Linked DNA regions of Sus scrofa: all the other regions are linked to region 1. Evidence: chromatin contacts called from public HiChIP or PLAC-seq data. All regions are on one chromosome and are shown on one strand. The core of a region is the stretch at or near the end of the contact, and the rest is flanking DNA. Distances in the headings are between cores, read along the strand shown. Region 1 has its middle 120 kb from the start of PFKFB3. Region 2 has its middle 200 kb from the start of PFKFB3. Region 3 overlaps PFKFB3 (6-phosphofructo-2-kinase/fructose-2,6-bisphosphatase 3).

Region 1 (2,700 bases), core at 67-2,566:
GCTGGATCTGGGCATGCCAGCAGCTGGGTGGAAAAATTTCCCTTGAGTTCCCTTAAGAACAGGGTTGGATGGAGGAGAAAGGAAATCACCTGTGGACAAGAAGCCTGAGGTCAAGATTTATCAAAAAAAAAAAAAAAAAAGATTTATCAGAGAGATTCTCAGAGAGAGTAAATGGTGAGAAAATATTTCCCATTTGCCTAAAGGGTTCACTGTCTTCGGCATCGTCATTGTGGTCCAGCTTGCAGGGGTTTCCATGGAGACCACAAGATGGGTCCTGGTGCCCCATCGCCTGCCACCTCACCTGTGTGATACAGACCATTGGAACTGCTGTAAAAGTTACAGGTGAGACTGGATGCAGCTGCCAAGATGAAAGTAAAACAACAATGCCAGAATGTTCCTGCTCCTCTTCTGGGCGGAAAGCTACCTTGATCTAAGCTGCTTCCAGCCGCCAGATCCCTGAGACAGTTTGTTGTTTAAGTCACCTCACAAAGGTGTTCGAAAGCTTTTCTTTGGCTTTCACACACTGGGCTTAACTCCAGACCCTGTCTCAGGATGGCTGTTAAATGTGAAACATAATCATATTCGGTTGTGAAAGAAAGAATGGTTATTGAAATGCGGTTATCAGAATACCAGGTACAAACATTTGCGACGTAGTAACAGCGGTGCTACTTTGAGAATGGATTAAATGGCAAGTTGCTCAACAATTGTCATTTTCCAGGTAGAGATGAAGGCTGGGTGGCATTTCAGGATGTCTGCACTGACCATTGTGTGACACGAGCGTATTCCAGCTTTTATTGGTGCCAGACACAGATGTCTGTCTACCGTCATTGTTAAAACGCTAAATATCTGATACGGGTTAGTGGGAGCATATTTGTTTATTTTCCATCCAAGTGTCTCTATTCCTGAATTCTATCCACTCCTGGACAGGGTGACCTCAGGGGCCCTTTGAGCCCTGGGTTTGGGCAGCATTGGTTTGGTTCCACTGGGAGGCCGGTGTCTGCTCTGGTCTGGGTCCCACCCTCCCTGCAACCTGGGCCTCGGGCACCTGGGCTGGGGGCTGGGGGTCATACCGTGACCTCACCTTCTCAGGCCCTCTCTCTCTGGTCAGGGTGGCAGAGCTGTTCAGTTTCCGGAAGCTGCTCCCTTCTCGGTCACAGGCATCAGCCTGTGGCTGCCACTCCTGAAGATTTCTCTGCATGGTTTGTCTGTGACTCAGCAAAGAAGGTGTATCAGAAAGGGGCCACACACCTGTTCCTTCAGCCGGGCCACCTTGGTCACTGCTGGGTGACTCATCGTGGCTTCCTGCAGCCCCACACAGGCAGGAAGTAGCTGAGTAGCTACCCAGGAACTCGGTTGGATGGAGCCGGCTGGGAATGAATCATGAGCCTCCAGTCGGCTGGTCTCCTTGTACACACAGACACACACACACACACAGACACACAACTCCAGGCTCCGGTCTCTCTGGGAAGTTTCATATGAGCTCATCTCGTTGCTACAAATAACCACACACACTCCCCTTTCCCTGCATGGTCCTTATATCTTTCAGAAAGGAAACCTTTCTTTGGACCCTGAGTTTTGAATGGAGGGTGACATCACCACACATGGACATAGCTTCCTTATGGCACGAGGGAGGGGCCTGTCCTTCAGATAAATGTGGAGGTTACGTGACCGCAATTGGAGGTATTCAGATGGAATATTACAGGCTTCCTTTGGTTGGAAAGCATGCCTTTTTTCACGTTCGAATATCTCTGAAAACAGGATGTGTCTTACAATTCCTGAACTCTTGTATTTGACAAAACAGGGTACCTAAACAGAGAGGCTGCTAGGGAATTGGAGGATTTTGGTGAAAACAGCCCCCAAGCTTCGGCTTCCCAGAAGAAGGCTTTGGTCACTTAGAGCAGATGGGCTGCCAAATGCTACCTGCCTTTGGTGGGGTTTGGGGGTTTTGAATCAGGTTCATGGGTGGCATGTTTTAGAGATTAGATAACAAACGGGCTGATACTTCAGAAAAAAGCACACCCTGTGAGTGGAAGGGGTGGTTATTTATTTCTGTGGAGGGCTCATAAATGTATTTTAGACCATATGTTAGCAAATCAGCAGTGCGAAGTGTGTGTTTGTGGATCTCGTTAATAAAAAGACCATGCTTTAGCCAAAAAAAAAAAAAAATCTGCATGTGAGACGGTCACTTGACTGCTGGCAGGACAGTTGCTTGTGAACTTAACTTTGTTTAACCATCAGCTACCTCCATTTGAGTTCTGCCAAGGACCCACAAACTGGGCTTTCTCAGGGCAATGTGTTCAGGGCCACAGCAGAGATATTGCAGCTGCTGCTGAGGTTAAATAGTCTACAAAAAAGAATCCTTGCATAGCAGTCTTTTTATTTATTTATTTATTTATTTATTTTTTTGCTTTTTATGGCACCACCCACAGCATATGGAGGTTCCCAGGCTAGGGGTTGAATTGGAGCTACAGTTGCTGGTCTACGCCACAGCCACACAGGATCCGAGCCACATCTGCGACCTTCACCACAGCTCATGGCAATGCTGGATCCCTAACCCATGGAGGGAGGCAAGGGATTGAACCTCCATCCTCATGGATCCTAGTCGGGTTTGTTAACTGCTGAGCCATGGAGGGAATTCCCAATCTTTTTAAAATTTTGAAATAATTATAGGTTCATGGAAGTTGAGGTCCTTGTGCTCAT
Region 2 (2,700 bases), core at 179-2,678, 74 kb after region 1:
GGCCCGCAGAGGATGTCCGCCCAGCCACAGCCCATTTCGTTCTGCCTGCTCCTCTGCTCCTTTCCATTCCCGTTTGGCTTTGGCTCAGGGTTTGGGGCTGGGGCTAAGGTTTCATGATCCTTGGCAGCTGGGCAGACTTTAAACAAGGAGAGCTTCTCCTTGGGCACGTGGCTTCGCATTAAGGACATGTTGGCCTCGGGCTGTTGTTTTTTCCTTCCTAGGCACTTAGGTTGGAGAGACTTGGTCACAACTGTCCCTATAGACAAGGGGCTGTTTTGGACAAAAGGCCCAAGAGGATGACTGGACATTCTAGCAGGAGAGGTGAGAAACAAGAGATCTGGGATCTGGTCCTTGTACCTTGTCATCGTGCAAAATGACCTGACAGTCATTGAGGCAGTATCTGCCTCTGTTTTGCTTTTGACTCTGAGCCCTTTTACCTCCATCTCTGCAAACACATTTTTCTTCTCTGGCTTCAGTCTTTCCTTATTTCAGGAACCCAGTCCTCTCAAGGTGTCCCCATGAAACTTCCTTGGTCTAGCAATCATCTACATGCTAGTATTGCGGTCAGCCATCTACGTGCTAGTAGGAACTGTGGTCATCCATCTACCTGCTAGTAGGAACTGCGGTCAGCCATCTACCTGCTAGTAGGAACTGTGATCAGCCATCTTCCTGCTAGTAGGAACCACGGTCAGCCATCTACCTACTAGTAGGAACTGCGGTCAGCCATCTACCTGCTAGTAGGAACTGCGGTCAGCCATCTACCTGCTAGTATGTACTGTGGTCAGCCATCTACCTGCTAGTATGTACTGTGGTCAGCCATCTACCTGCTAGTATGTACTGCGGTCAGCCATCTACGTGCTAGTAGGAACTGCTGTCAGCCATCTACCTGCTAGTATGAACTGCAGTCAGCCACCACCTGCTAGTATGATTATCTACCTGCTAGTATGAATTGTAGTCAGTCATCTACCTGCTAGTATGAACTGCAGCTAACATTCTACCTCCATATGTGACACTCCATTTAAAATCTTCAAGCTGAGCATTTTCCCAGGTGCTTCCCTGAAAGCCACAAGATAAAACCCAGCCACCTGTGGGTTCTCTGATCCTGTCCCTATAAAAGCACAAGGGGTAGGATGGTGTCATTTAGAAGTGACTGTGTGAAACTCATTGCTCCTTTTACGTTTAGGAAGAATACGTTATTCTCCCACTCCTACTCTTGATAGCTTAAAAAAAGCAAAAAACCCAAAAAATGCCAACATCTCCTTTCTTGAACGTTGAAAGTCTGAGGATGGGGAAGTTGGAAGTTTAGCCCAGACGGCTCTGCAGCTAGAACTAAGTTTCTAAAAATGTGCCCTGTTATATAATGACGGGACGGGATGGAAAAGTACCAGCTGCTGTGAGGCTGGAGACTTTCCTGCTTCTGACTCATTCGGGCAAAAGCTCTTGAATTAAGATGCATCTCAGCAAAGCCAAACAAAACCCATTCATTCTGCAGCTCGATGTTCCCTGGGGGAGCTGGAATGTCTCCAGGGGACGGAGCCCCCCGGGCGTAGTTGTGAAGTTGTAGCCGTTTTCTTGTGGCCCCTGAAGCCTGCTCCTGGGGCCTTCTGCTCCCTTTGAGGTGCCAGTGTCACCCCACTGTGTCCACGGCCCCACCCCCCTACCAGACAAACAGCCTCCGACAGCCCCGACCAGCTGCCCTGGTCAGCATTTGCCTCTTCCCTGTCCTGTGGCCTCTGGCCCTGCTCTGGGCCATACTTGCAACATGTTGTCATTAATTAAATAGCTGGTCAGATCCTTGTCACTGAGTCAGCTCACCAAGAAGCGCACCTTTGAAAAAATAAGAGTGTTTTAGCTCCAAACCGCAAGGAAATGCTTCTGCAAAGATGGAAGTGTTTCCCATCTCAGGACCAATGAGTCTGTGGGGTGGGGGATGTTTTTCTTCCAGTGGAGCCTTGTCGAGGTCCCTGTGATCAGGCGACAGCTACCTTCTCTCCCCCGCCCCCCAGATGCATGTGCAAGAGCCCTGGGGCAAACTCCCCCTTTGCCCCAATCCCTCTCATTGTCCCAGGACTTGAGAGGAATGTACCTGCCATTCTAAATTAGCACCTTTATTTTAGTTTCTTGGAGTGTAGTTGACTTACAATATTTGCCTCAGTTTCAGGTGTACAGCAAAAAAGGGCATCAGTCATACATATAAATATATCCATTCTTTTTTCCCATTGGGTTATTACAAACTATTGAGTGGCTTTCCTTGGGCTACACAGTAGGTTCTCATTAATCATCTATCTTACGCAGTAGTGTGTAGCTAATAAAAATGATATAAAAGAACTTTTTAATTTTTTTAGGGCTGCACGTGAGGCATGTGGAAATTCCCAGGCTAGGGATCAAATCAGCCCTGCAGCTACCAGACACCGCTGCTTGTGGCATGCTGGATCTTTTAACCCACTGAGCAAGGCCTGAGGTCAAACCCTCATCCTCGTAGATTCTAGTCAGGTTCTTAACCCGCTGAGCCACAATGGGAACTCCCCCCCAAAACTTTTTTTATAAAATAGCAACAGACGCACAGATTTCAAAACCAATCTTATGGCTATTGTGGGTGAAACTTTTGGGGGAGGGAAGAATTGGGAGGTGCAAATAGCAAATATAAACTAGCACCTTGGAAGGAACTGGTATATCATGTAACTGCTCCCTTACACGACC
Region 3 (2,700 bases), core at 198-2,697, 100 kb before region 1:
AGTGAAGGGGGACCATGGATGAGGGAGGTTATCTGACAGAATAGCAGGAAGCCCAGAGGAAATAAAGAATTACCGTTATAAGATACAAGGAAGAGGAGTGAATAATGAAATAGCAAACCTAGATTAGTTTTCAGGAACTCCTGGTGTATAATTTTAAAATATTTATAACGACTATAAAATGTTTAGTTGTAAATATTTAAAATATGTATAACATAATTTAAAATATTTAGTTTTAATTATTTAAGAGTTATGGTAATATCCTAGGTAATCTCAAAGCAGAAGGTGGCAGAGGGCAGTGAAGACGGAGGAATAAAAGCCTATGTGGACTGGATGTCAACGTTTCCCTCGTACAAACCGAAAGGAGAGGAAAGATGATTTTCCCTCTCCCCTTCTAGGTCTTAAACCCACAAAGATCCCTATCTGGGGACGTGAAAAGGCTGCCGGGCAGCTGAGGCTTATACACCCTCCTGAGCTAAGCACAGGGAAGGGGTCTGGGGCCTTCCCAGGGGAGGAAAGCAATTCACTAGGAGGTGGCAGAGGAAAGGTGTCATTAACAAAGTGTGGTGTCGACCCCGCCCTACAGCCAAGTCTCTAAGGTGAGGAACAGGCTCCCTTTCTAATGTAAATTTCCCTTACAAAAGGGTAGCCTCTCTGTTTTCGAAGCTTCTCCCGGGTCCGCAGTTTCGCAAAAATAACCAGCTCAAAATAACCCTTATGCCAAGAGGCATATTTTGGGGCGGCTATTCCGCCGCCCAGGACACACCTCCCGGCCCCTGACTCTGGGGATGGAGGTGGCCGGGGTCGTGGGATAAGGAGGGCCAGGCGGAGGGCGGGTCTCTGCGGCGTCTCCCGGCGGGGAGGCCCGGGAGGAGCCTGCAGGTGCTCGCCGCCCTGCCCCAGCCGCCAGCCACCGCCTCGCCCGCCGGGGGCTGCTGTCCGGCGCGAGTTCAGCTGCGCCGGGCCTCCGGGGAGAGGTCACTCCGGGACACGCGGCGGCGGCGGCCCAGGGAGGGCGGGGCCTGGCAGGGGCGGGGCCGGGCGGGCGGGCCGGCGCGCGGATTGGCTGCAGGCGCGGCGCACGGGCTGGTCAGCGCGCGCCCCGCCCCGCCCCACCGCGCTGCACGCCGCGTTCACGTGGCGCCACCCCAGCCTGCCCCGCGGCGCGGGTGCTGCACGTGGGCGCGGCGTGCATCCCGCGCTGCCGGCGGGCGCCCAGGGCTGGCTTCGCGTTTCCCCTCCCCGCGGCCTCGTTTCCCTTTCCGGCCAGGGGGTTTTTCCGAGAAGGCCTGGGAGCGGCCGTGGGTTGTCAAACCGCCCGAGGAAATAGGCCGGCAGGTGGCTCGCCGAATCCAGGGCGGGGCGGCATGCGCGCCGCTGAAAGGGAGGGGGAGCCGGGAGGCAGGCGAAAGAGTGGGAGGCTGCGTTAGCGCATGCTGTGTTTTTATCTAGCGGAGGTAAACAGTGCAAGTGCCTGGCGTTGTTTTTTCCTGCCTGGCAGAGAGGTACCAGACCCGCTGGTGCTGGACGTGATGTTCCCTTTAACAGTATGTAAACAGCCCGCACAGCCGCCCTGGGGAAACGCATCCCGAGGGTGGGTGGGGGGGCGCTCAGTGAACCCCGGAAACTGCCGGCACCTCTTGCATGAAAGCTCTCCCGGCCCCTAGGTTCCCCAGGTGCCGAGCTGCGAAACTCCGCTTCCCTCCTCCAGGGCCTAGAATGAACCGGGATCCTGGTCATGCCTGGCCCTTCCTTAAGGGGGTATGGAGTTAACCTTCAGAGAGTGACTCAGCTAGTGGAGGGTCTGGAAACCACGTCATGTGAGGAGGGGTTGAAGAACTGGGGTGTTTAGCCTACTCAGGACAGGCCCCAGGCTCACCTGAGCCCAGATAGAAATATGTGAAGGGCTCTCAGGTGAACAAGAGATTGCACTGGGCTCGTACTGCCTGAGGGGCAGAGGGACAGAACAGAGATGTTTACGAGAGGGGAATTTCAGGTCAATTACAGAGAAGGGGCACGAAAGAACGTTGTTGGAGTTTTCTCCAGGAATCTGGTACAGCGAGGCGTTTCCATATCAGAAGAAAAATGGTGGAGCCAAGATGCAGGCCCTGATCTGCCAGGCTCCCCTAGCCTTTGCCTTTTCGTGATGCATCCGTCTTAGCAGAGTGGGGGTAATGTCAGTGCCACAGAGCTTCTGCTCTGATAGGGTGCCCTGAACTAGAAGACTCATCAGGCCCTGCTAACTGTGTCACCTACTCTCTACCTCGGACGAAGGGGGAGGTTGTCCTGGGCTGGACAAGGATGCCAGGGCTCCCTGAGAAGAAGGTGGCTCACCAGCTCATCAGCAAGTCCGCTTTTCCAGCAGGGGCACACCTCTGATCCATTGTCCCGCCACACTTGTTAAAACAGTCTTCACTTTGAGTCCAACACAGGCGATCACAGTATCCAACTGCCCCCACCGTTGTTCCTGCTTCCTGCCCCTTTTGAAACTGACAGCACAGACGTCTGAACCCAGCCAGGACACAGATTGGGACTTAAACCCACAGTTTTGTTTTTTGTTGTTTTTTTTTTTTTTTTTTTTTTTTCTTTTTGCCATTTCTTGGGCCGCTCCCGCGGCATATGGAGGTTCCCAGGCTAGGGGTCGAATCGGAGCTGTAGCCACCAGCCTACGCCAGAGCCACAGCAACGCGGGATCCGAGCCGC

The links. HiChIP or PLAC-seq counts read pairs in DNA pulled down with a chosen protein or histone mark.
Region 2: an H3K27ac HiChIP or PLAC-seq map of alveolar macrophages shows a contact between it and region 1. The contact joins two enhancer-like sites. A contact is called at or near these places in 3 of 47 Hi-C or Micro-C datasets (embryonic fibroblasts, liver and skeletal muscle) and 2 of 2 datasets of contacts at active chromatin or transcription factors (alveolar macrophages and skeletal muscle).
Region 3: an H3K27ac HiChIP or PLAC-seq map of alveolar macrophages shows a contact between it and region 1. The contact joins two enhancer-like sites. A contact is called at or near these places in 5 of 47 Hi-C or Micro-C datasets (liver, mesenteric adipose tissue, omental adipose tissue and 2 more) and 1 of 2 datasets of contacts at active chromatin or transcription factors (alveolar macrophages).

The regions. Positions count from the first base shown.
Region 1 is chr10:64,735,282-64,737,981 of Sscrofa11.1, reverse strand. No RefSeq gene overlaps it. Among named protein-coding and RNA genes, the nearest start is that of PFKFB3, 120 kb to the left of the region's middle. Within about 2 kb of position 1,316, at least 24 of the 83 cell types and tissues checked have an H3K27ac peak or open chromatin away from gene starts, as enhancers often do. A contact at or near this core is called in alveolar macrophages, where this site is marked.
Region 2 is chr10:64,661,444-64,664,143 of Sscrofa11.1, reverse strand. No RefSeq gene overlaps it. Among named protein-coding and RNA genes, the nearest start is that of PFKFB3, 200 kb to the left of the region's middle. Within about 2 kb of position 1,428, at least 26 of the 83 cell types and tissues checked have an H3K27ac peak or open chromatin away from gene starts, as enhancers often do. A contact at or near this core is called in alveolar macrophages, where this site is marked.
Region 3 is chr10:64,836,833-64,839,532 of Sscrofa11.1, reverse strand. All of the region lies in intron 1 of PFKFB3 (6-phosphofructo-2-kinase/fructose-2,6-bisphosphatase 3), which reads left to right. Among named protein-coding and RNA genes, the nearest start is that of PFKFB3, 21 kb to the left of the region's middle. Within about 2 kb of position 1,447, at least 67 of the 83 cell types and tissues checked have an H3K27ac peak or open chromatin away from gene starts, as enhancers often do. A contact at or near this core is called in alveolar macrophages, where this site is marked.